Regions from separate parts of the Sus scrofa genome. Here region 1 is linked to region 2. Evidence: chromatin contacts called from public Hi-C data. All regions are on one chromosome and are shown on one strand. The core of a region is the stretch at or near the end of the contact, and the rest is flanking DNA. Distances in the headings are between cores, read along the strand shown. Region 1 holds the start of APLP1 (amyloid-like protein 1). Region 2 holds the start of LRFN3 (leucine-rich repeat and fibronectin type-III domain-containing protein 3).

What was found. A called contact is a pair of places that touch in the nucleus more often than the background predicts.
Region 1: a contact with region 2 is called in a Hi-C map of alveolar macrophages, with 2.6 times the contacts expected there. The contact joins the promoter of APLP1 here to the promoter of LRFN3 in region 2. A contact is called at or near these places in 1 of 5 promoter capture datasets (liver), 33 of 47 Hi-C or Micro-C datasets (adipose tissue, alveolar macrophages, blood and 17 more) and 1 of 2 datasets of contacts at active chromatin or transcription factors (alveolar macrophages).

What each region holds. Positions count from the first base shown.
Region 1 is chr6:45,282,779-45,287,534 of Sscrofa11.1, reverse strand. APLP1 (amyloid-like protein 1) reads right to left here and starts at 1,837. Exons shown (of 17, transcript XM_021097132.1): 1 at 1,551-1,837; 2 at 516-659. The coding sequence starts at 1,679. It overlaps KIRREL2 (kin of IRRE-like protein 2), which reads right to left. Exons shown (of 15, transcript XM_013998358.2): 15 at 3,439-4,427. The coding sequence ends at 4,092.
Region 2 is chr6:45,340,117-45,345,313 of Sscrofa11.1, reverse strand. LRFN3 (leucine-rich repeat and fibronectin type-III domain-containing protein 3) reads right to left here and starts at 1,468. Exons shown (of 4, transcript XM_003481830.4): 1 at 397-1,468.

The sequences.
Region 1 (4,756 bases), core at 588-3,087, 58 kb after region 2:
CTCAATCAGGTTCATCTCTCTATAGATCCACCTCTTTAAGCCTTGCCTCTCTCTGGCCTCTCAGTAAGTATCCCTTCTCTTTGTGTTAGACCTGTCTTTTCATAGCCACGCCTCCTAGCTTTCCACTCTCCCATTTGGTCTCCACCCCATTCCCTGATGCCCAGGTCCTTGAGGTCTTTTAGTCTTAGCCCTGCCTCTTCCGTGGCCACGCCCCCCTATACCCTGGCTCTCTAAGGAGTCCACCCTGTATTCTAAACTCTGGTCTCTTCACTGGACACTTTTCTTAGCTGGTTGTCTTCACACAGTTCTTCCCCTTTCCTGACCTACTTTCTCAAAAATAGGTCCTGTCCTCACTTCGCCTCTTTGCCAGCCAAATCCCCTAGCTTCGAATGCCTTCTTGGATCCTTTGTTTTCCTGGACCTTGTCTTTGCTCGACTAGCTTCTTGTGGGCAATCGGGCCCCAAGGTAGACCTGCTTCCCTGCGGGCCACGCCCCTCTCAGTAGGTCCCGCCTACCTGTCTGCAGTACTCCAGCACGCGCTGCGGGTCCCGGAGACAGCGTCGCGAGAGCTGTGGGTCTGGTTCCCAGCGGCCGGTGCGCAGGTCCCGGTGAAGGGTTGGGCGCCCGCATAGTCCAGCCACCTGGGCCGACCCTGGAGCCTGAGGGTGGTGGCGGAGGGGTCAGCGAAGCCACGGAGGACACTGGCATGCGGTGTCTCCTGGTCTTTTGCTCCCTACCACAAGGTTGTTCAGACCCCAAGCACCAGCCCCCTCCACCAAGCACCTCGCACCCTCCTCCGTAGAGGTTCGGTTCCCCGGGAAACAGCTCCCACAGGGCGGGGGCGCACCGACTCCGCCGTTGCTACGGCGACCCGGGTCCCCTGGGATTCTCCCGGCCTTGTTGCCTCGGAGACAGGCTCCGCCCTCACCCCAGCGCAGCCGCACAAGAGCCTGAAGGGGTTAAACTTGAATGGCGGGGGAGGAGGCCAGAACCCAGGCGTTCTGGCCTCTCCTCCCTCCATCCTTAGCTCAGGCTCCCATTCTTGGGTGCAAAGACCACAAGGCCTGGCTTCAGAGCCCTGCAGGCCTGGACACCAAGTCCTTGAGGGATGGAGAGCTACATCCTGGGTTAGGGGGCGGTGGCTGGAGGCCTAGACTCCTGAGTACTGGGAAGATTGTGGGAGCCCTCGTATGGGTCTAGAGGATGCAAGGGGCCAATTCTTGGCTCTAGGTGCCTTGCTGCCTGGTGGGTCCTGTTCAGGTGGAAGGGGCTGGGGCTGAGTCACCTTGGTCGAGAGGGTCTGATAGGGCTGGACTTCTGGGACCAGGGGCTCCTATGCTGTGGCTAGGAGAGGGCTGGGACCACAGATGATGAGGGAGATAAGAGCCTGAACTGCTGGGTTTCCGAATGCCTTGGTGCCGTTAGGGGCCCCAGGGGGCCGGCTGCCTGGCTGGAAAGACTGCGCTTTCTGTTCTGGACCTGTCTGCGTCGGAGTCTAGAGGCCCAGTCCCGCCCCTTCCCCCATCCCCTAGGACCCCGCCGGGCCTCACCTCTGCTGCGCTGGGGCTTCCACCGGCCAGGCTCCCGACGGCGAGCTGCGCGCGCAAAAGCAGCAGCAATAGTGGCAGCAACAAGGGCAGCGGGCCCAGACCGCGAGCGGCGGGGCTGGCGGGCCCCATGTCCCGGCCCTCGCGCCCTCACGTCCCCTGCACTCCCGCCCGGCCCAGCCAGGCCCCAGCGGTGACAGGAGCTCCCAGCGCCACGGCCGCCGCCTCCTCCTCCCGCCGCCCCCGGGCTGCGCCGGCGCCGCCAGCCCCGCCCCGCGCCGGCCCCGCCTTCCTTGTGAGGACAATAGCGTGGCAGCTCTGCGCAGAGAGGAGCCGCTCGGAAGCCCAGGGTGGAAGCCTGGGCCCCGCCTCCGCCCCCTTGAGAGTCCAGGCATCCCACCTCATGTAAGGGCCTAGCCAGGAGTGTGGATCGCCGGCTTTGTAGTTGTGGATTTTGAGTTTTCCCTCAAGACCTTCACCCTCAGTTTTCTTCTCCCTCGGCTCCATTTTCCTTCTCTTCCAGGGATCCCAGCATTGAAAACCTGCGTCCCTACCTCCAAATCCTCCCTTCAGATCCCAGGAGTACAAGCCTCCAAAATTCCCCCAATCAAGAACACAGTAGTTGATGGGAGTTCCTGCTGTGGCGCAGTGGTAATGAATCCGACTAGTATCCATGAGAATTCGGGTTCAATCCCTGGCCTTACTCAGTGGGTTGAGGATCAGGCATTGCCGCGAGCTGCGGTGTAGGTCACGGACGCAGCTCGGATCCCGCACTGCTGTGGCTGTGGTGTAAGAAAGCAGCCGCAGCTCTTATTTGACCATTAGCATGGGAACTTGTATATGCTGTGGGCGCGGCCCTAAGGAAGCAACAAACAAACGCAGCAGTTAAGACCCAGTCTCCTACTCTCTCAGAATCCAGGGCTCTGGGTCCCAGATATCTTCTCTCTCAGCCCAGAGACCAAGCCCTCAGCCCTTTCTCCTTAAGACCCAAAAGCCCAGGCCTTCTGCTCTGCTTCCCAGGAGCCCCAGGCATCTAGACCTTTAATTCCAACATCAAGGATACATGAACCAAAGCCCCCAGGCCCTTTCCTAAAGGATGAGCTGAGTCAGATACCCTGCACCTCAGGATAAGGGCATAGACTCCCCATCTTTGCTCTGTAGATCAGGGCATTTCTTTCTTTTCCCCCCCCCCCTTTTTTTACTTTATTTTTTTTATTACTCAAATGAATTTATCACATCTGTAGTTGTATAATGATCATAACAATCTGATTTCACAGGATTTCCATCCCACAGCCCAAGCACCCCCCCCCCATTTTAAGGCCACACCTGCGGCATATGGAATTTCCCGGGTTAAGGGTTGAATTGGAGCTCCAGCTGCCAGCCTATGCCATAGCCATACCAATGCCAGATCTGAGCTTCATCTGTGACCTGCGCCGAAGCTCACAACAACGCTGAATCCTTAACCCACTGAGGGAGACCAGGGTTGGAACACACATCCTCATGCATACTAGTTGGGTTCATTACCACTGAGCCACAGTGGGAACCTCCTAGATCAGGGCATTTCTATTTTCCCACCCTTAGCCTCTTCTTCACTGCCTCTCCTTCAGGACTCACTGTTTTGTCTCCTCAAAATACAGGGTAGACTTCTGTCTTCCCTGAGCTGCTTAGGGGAGCCCTGTCCTATGTGTGCATCTGTGTGTGTATGCTTGTGTAGATGTATATTAAAAGAGCCTAGAGTGCTCAGTGGGTAGCAAAGGGCTAGGGAGGTGGCTCATGTTTTTTTTCTATCACCACTTCATAGCCTGGGGTAGAAGAAGAGACTTGGTACAGGTTTGATGGGCCCCTTCCTTGATGGACAGTAATAATGCCAGGAGAATCTCTAAGATATTTGCTTCTCAACTTTCTTTTAATTAAACATAAATATTCTCATTCCTGGATTCCAATCCTCCCCCAACCAACCAACCAACCAACCAAACAAACCCAACTCTCACCCTATCCTTATTCCTTGGGTCCAGTTCTTCCAGGGCCTTTAAGGAAGGTAGAAAGAATCAAGATGGTGGCCATCTGGGGTTCCCAAGGAGTGGATGGCCATTTTGGCTGCAATTCCATGAACGAAGCAAAGTGCCCTTCAGGGACAGCTGGAACAGTACCTCCATCTTAATCTGCCTTATGTTGCCTTTCTTCTCAATACAAGTGGCCATCTTGAAATATTTTCCTTCAGTGTTTAGAAACAACTTCCTTCTTTGCCCCTAATTCCCATTACCCCCAACCCCCCTTCCCTCTGCAAAGGGCCCATTTGCCCCCGGAATCTCTTTTACATAGTGGGGAATAGGTAGGCACAGAGGCCATCTTGCTCCCACTTGGGGTATCCCCTTTGGCTGAACTGACTGTGTATCAATGACACAGACAATTATAACGATCTTTCCCTCCATTCAATGTTCAGTTTTCGAAGAGCAAGGTCGCCAATTTGTTCTGGCTCCTCAGTAATCAGAACAATCCATTATGGCAAGTTGAAGATCCCAGGACTCTTCAGTTGGAGTGATGTCACACATGAGTCTGGAGACGCGGATGGCTGGGTGTGGGGAAGGCAGCATATGGGAAGGGGGGAGTGCTAGGGCCCAGATCTGGGGGTCCAAAGGATGTGGGTTTGATGTAGCTGGTAAAAGCTCGAGGATGGGGAGTGGTGAGATAACCTGCCCGGGCTCTGTATAGTCTGCAAGGGGGTACCATGCCCAGATGTGGGTTGAAGTCATAGAAGGCAGGTGTCCCTGGAGGCCCAAGGGGGGAGGATGGTGGTGGGAAAAGGCCTCCTCCAGGGGCTTCTCCAAGGCTCAGGCTCACACTGACTCCTCGGACCTTGTAGTAACCATTGGTTGGGTCCTGAGGGGACAAAATGGGACTTGGTAAGTTATGTGAGGCTATAGATGGGTGAGGGCCACCGATGGAGAGACACACTGAGATAGAGCCAGACCTAGGGAGAGACCCAGAAACAGGAGTAGACAGGGACTCAGAGACATATAAACTGGTAGAAGGACAAAGTGAGACAGGAAGAACAGCAACAAGAGACAAAGGGGCAGAAGGAGATGGGCAGAGAAAGGCAGAGACAGAGGAATACAGACCTGCTGAGGGGCAGCTGTGTGGAAGGAGATCAGAGGGAACGAGAGAGAAAAATTGAGAAGTTCCCATTGTGGCTCAGTGGAAATGAACCC
Region 2 (5,197 bases), core at 219-2,718:
TGGACAGAAGCATCAAAGAAGATCAGAGAGAGGAAAAGTGAATGGAGATGTGGTCAGTGAGAGGAGAGGTGGTGGAAGGTGGACGGGAGAGGCAGCTGGAGATACTCAAATAAGACAGAGGGCAGGAAGAAGCTGGAGAGCCAGGGTGGGGAGGTCACAGACCTGGAGATGCCATCCCCTGGGGATGAGGAGGGCAGGGAGGGGCAGGGCTGGCCAAATGTCCGGAGTGTTCGAGGCAGAGCAGGAGTTGGAGGCAGACCCTTGTGAGTGGATACACCTGCCTCCTGCAGAAACTCCAAAGGGTGCCCAGGGAGACCTGGTCCTCCTCACCTCCACCCCCAGCCACAAAGTTCCTCCCAAGTCCCTCCCCTCCAGAGGGTCTCTCAGTAGCCTTACCTGAGCTGGAAGCTGCCCCAGGGAGCAAAGTCCTCAAGCTCCAAGGGGGTCAGGGGTCAGGGCTCTGGAGGGGGTGCCTGGTCATGCCTTCCTTGTCCCCAAGGCCTCTGTAGAGGGACTATCTGTTGGTGTCTCAGCTCAGACTTGTGGCCACAGTGTCTGCAGACCTTAACGCTTTGAGTCCTAGATCTCCAAATATTGGGCCTCTAAGGGTCCAACCCAGTTTGGGTTGCTCAGTCAGGGTCTCCCAGCTCTGGTCTTGAGAGGCTAAACAGTCATATGCAGAGTTTAAGGTCTGAGTCGCAGGCCCAGTCTTGGAATCTGATACTGGGGTGCTCAGTTGATATTGGGGTGCTGAGTCAAGATTTGCCCCAAATCTCAGCATTCAGGTTTGCAGCAAGGACTTCAGGCCCAAACTCAGCTTTAGGCCCTGTGGAATGCCAGGGTTCAGATCTTGGAATCTGAGGCCTAAATCTCAGGGTTCAGGTTCTAAATAGTGGGTTCCAGGGTATAAGCATGAGAATCCAGTCCCAGATTTCAAGGTCCCAGGCACAGAACTCAGAGTTCAGCTCCAGATTTGGGGTTTGAGATGCCAGATCTTGAGGTTCAAGCTCCAAATCTTGGGGTCCATATTCCAATTCTTGGGGTTCAGGTTCCAAATCAGCCCCAGAGACTGATGCTGGGATTTCAGCCCCAGATATTGATGTTCAGGCTCCAGGTGTTGGGGTTTCAGCCCCAAATCAGGCTCCCAGGCTCGGGTTTCCAGATCTCCGGATCCAATCTCGGGGTGCAGGCCCCCGATTTCACGATGCAGGCCCTGGATCTGAGGCGGCGGCGTCCTGACTTGCTTCCTGGGCTGCAGCGGGGGCTGGCCCAGAGGCAGGGGGGCGGCTGCGGTGGGTGGGGGGGCGGCCAGGCAGCCCCGGGGGCCGGGGTGGGGCGAGGCCCGGCGCAGACAGACGGACAGACGGAGACACGCGGTGTAGGGGCACCGCAGCAGAGGCGGGGGCGCAGGGGGGAGGGGCCGCGCTCAGAGACCCCTCCCCCGCCAGGGCCGGGGCGGGGGCCGGGCGGGGGCCGGGCAGGCGGGCCGGGTCCGGGCGCTCCCGCGGCCTCCTCGCCGGGAACCCAGGGCCGTGCGCGCACCCGCGCTTAAAGGCGCAGGCCCCGCGCGCGCCCGCACTTAAAGGTGTAGGCAGGTCCCCGCTCTCAAAGGCGCGCCCCTGGCCCCACCTCTTATGGAGTCGTCCTAGCTTTGCTTGGGAGACAGAACCCTTGGATAAAGAGAGAGTCAGAGAGATACAGAGACTGAGAGAGACAGACAGACAGAGATAAAGACAGAGACAAAAAATAGGCAGGCTTAGATTGAGGGACAGAGAGTAGAATGAGAGAGGCAGATAGAGAAATAGAAAGATATATTCAAGGAGAGATGGAAATACAAAGACAGGGAGTGACCCGGAACGAAAAAGAGAGACAAGAGACAGTACAAGTTAGAGACAGACAAAGAGACGTAGAAGAAGTCAAAGAGACAAAGTCGCGGGGAGAGAGAGACAGAGACAGACTGAGCTGGGGCACATGTGTGTACATGTGTACCCAGTTCTCAATCACAGCCTTGAATGTGGTTCTCCATCCCAGAGGCACCCCCTCCCGGTCTGTCTCCTTCTGTGCCTCTGTCTCAGCACCACCTCCCAGGATGCCCTTCCCACAGATGGAGTTTCCTTATTGGACCTTGCCCATCATCAAGGCTGATCTTGCAGCCAGAGCAGAGCCTTTGCTCCTTCCCAAGTCTCCTTGCTCTGGCTGCAAGGGGAAAACTTGCCTCCAAGACTTTGTGCCCTCTGGAATTAGAGTTATACCTCAAGGCACACTGGCCAGATAACCCATGGAGAAGAAGATAAGAATTGGGGCAGAGGAGTTCCTGTTGTGGCTCAGGGGTAACAAACCCGACTAGTATCCATGAAGATGTGGGTTCGATCCCTGGCCCTGCTCATTGGGTTAAGGATCTGGTGTTGCTGTGAGCTGCAGTGAGCTACAGTGTATGTTGCTGACGCGGCTCAGGTTTGCTGTTGTTTGGCTGTGGTGTAGGCCGGCAGCTGCAGCTCTGATTTGACCCCTAGCCTGGGTCACTTCCATATGCCGTGGGCGTGGTCCTAAAAAGACAAAAAAAAAAAAAAAAAAAAATTGGACAGAGACAGGGGGCTGACCGAGTTGACCCCGAAAAGTATGTCCACAGCCTTCCCCTCTTCCTAGCTCAGGTCTACTATCCCACAGAGTAGCCTATTAGAATTGTACTAACACATGACTCACCAGGAGTGGTGTCTGCCTGTGCTGATGCTTGGAGGATAGTGGAGGGGAGGATGAGGGAGGGGGCCCCACATGTTTCCTGGCAGATGGTGTGGCAGGAAGAGGGATGTGAGCTATGGTCTACAAGCCTGGCCTTGGAACTTGGTTATAGCACTATGGGGAACATAGTCTTTTGGGAGCCCTGGTCTGGAGGGGACACAGCTTTGGCTTGTGGTCATGACCCTGGGGGAACCTGATCACAATCCACCCCCCGGGAACCCTCATCTGAGTGGAGGAGTAAAGCAATCTTGTTGCGGGCGGAGGCAGGAGTACACATCCACCCTGGCATCTCAAGCTCCCCGGAAGGTTTCAGAACAGACTTTTGGCTCCTTGCACTTATGCGTATTGAAAACTTGTAGCTAAAATTAACTCCGCTCTCGGGCCCGCCTCTCCTGATCATTAGTAAAGTTCATCAGTGCTCCCGGCCTGGCACAGCAGATACTGGTTTCTCAGACACTCAGAAAAAGGACGAGAAGTTTCAGAGATGCTACAGATGTGGGGCGGGGGGAGATAGAGAAAAAAACCTGGAGTCGATTCCAAACAGACTGGAATTGGAATTCAGTGGAAATGGCTGCTTTGAGACTGGACCCAGGAAATGGGAGGTGGGGGTGGGGTGGGGGAGAGTGAGGCAGAGGAGGAACCCAATTAATAGAAGGGACAGATGGGGAGCAGGTTACCTCTCTGGGCAACTGGGACTCAGTTCTGCTGGGGAACATTTAGGAAGCTTGTAGGACACATCAGAAGTGTCATTCCGTCTATTCCTCCTCTGCTGCAAAGTTCAGAGAGGCTTGGGAATTTATCCACCAAATCTCACCCCCTTTGGTAATGCTCGTCCCTTTGGTGAGAGGGGGCGGTACTGATGCTGCGAGCTGAAGCAGAAAAGCAGAGAGGGATGCTTTGCATGAGCTAGACCTGGATCCTCATGCTGTAGCTGCATCGGGATCACCTGGAGGACTTGGGTTTTTTTCTCTTTTTTTGTTTTAGTACCACATCTGCAGCATGTGGAAGTTCCCAGTTTAGGGGTTGAATCAGAGCTGCAGCTGCCAGGCTACGCCACAGCAACAGCAACGTGGGATCTAAGCCTTGTCTGTAATCTACACACAGCTCATGACAATGCCAGATCCTTAACCCACTGAGCGTGGCCAGGGATCGAAACTGCATCCTCATGGATGTCAGGTTCATTACTGCTGAGTCGCAATGGGAACTCTGAGGACTTGTTAACCATCGCTCTCCAGGCCCCAGTCCCAGGATTTCTGACTTGCATGCCTACCTTCCGAGGTGATGGTAATGCTGCTGGCCCAGGGACCACACTTTGAGAGCTACCGGGCTAAACCAGGAACATCGGCAGTGTGTGTGGAACTTTCTAGCACAGCTACAGCGAAACCTGGTGGCTTGAGGGGCTGTAGCACCCCAAGAGTGTGCCAAAGAAACCAACATGTTTAGAGACATAAAGAGGGATTTGGCAACCGAGAGAGGCAGAGGCAAAGATGCTAGTTCAACATTCACTTTGGATTTCTGGGCATGGCTGTGTGCTGGATGACACTGCAGTAAAAGTGTGACCAAGGAAGTTCCCCTGTGGCACAGTGGGTTAAGGATCTGGATTGCCGCTGCTGCGGAGCAGGTCACAACTGCAGCACGGGGGAGTTCCTGTTGTGGCTCAGCGGAAAGGAATCTGACCAGTATCCATGAGGATGTGGGTTTGATCCCTGGCCTCGTTCAGTGGGTCAGGGATCTGGCATTGCTGTGAGCTGTGGTGTAGATCACAGATGCAGCTTGGATCTGGCTTTGCTGGGGCTGTGGTATAGGCCGGCAGCAGCAGCTCCGACTTGACCCCTAGGCTGGGCATTTCCATATGCCACGGGCGCAGACCTAAAAAGCAAAAGCAAAAAAACAAAACAAACACAAGCAACTGCAGCTCTGTAGCTTGGGTTTATCCCTGGCCTGGGAACTTCCGTGTGACGTGGATGTAGCCAAAAAAAAAAAAAAAAAAAGACCAAGACAGCATCAAGTCCTGCTTCACTGGGCTCACATTCCTAAAGGAAAAAGACACATCTCTAGACATCCCAGGTGCTTGGGGCTGGGATGGCAGAAGCTTGGGCCAAACCATTGGGACTGTCAGGACAGAAGCCCAGACCATAGGGTCAGGGTGCGGTAGGGGAAGCACAGGGCCAGATAATAAGGGCTTTGATGACAAAGCACAGAGCAGAACGGGGTCAGGGCTGTGTGGGGCCCCAGAGGCAGAGTCCAACCCTTCTGCTCCCTCCCTCTGGAGTCAGGAGAGCTTCCTGGAGGAGGTGATCTTTATACTGAGACATGAAGGATAAGTATGAATGAAGCCAGTGGGCAAAGGGACCTCTATGCTGTTTGTGCGCCCTCATGCCATAGCTTGTACAATCTGAGGGGTGGGGGTTCCTGCTGTGCCCGAATAGTACTGTGTGTGTGTCTGCATGAGCTATAA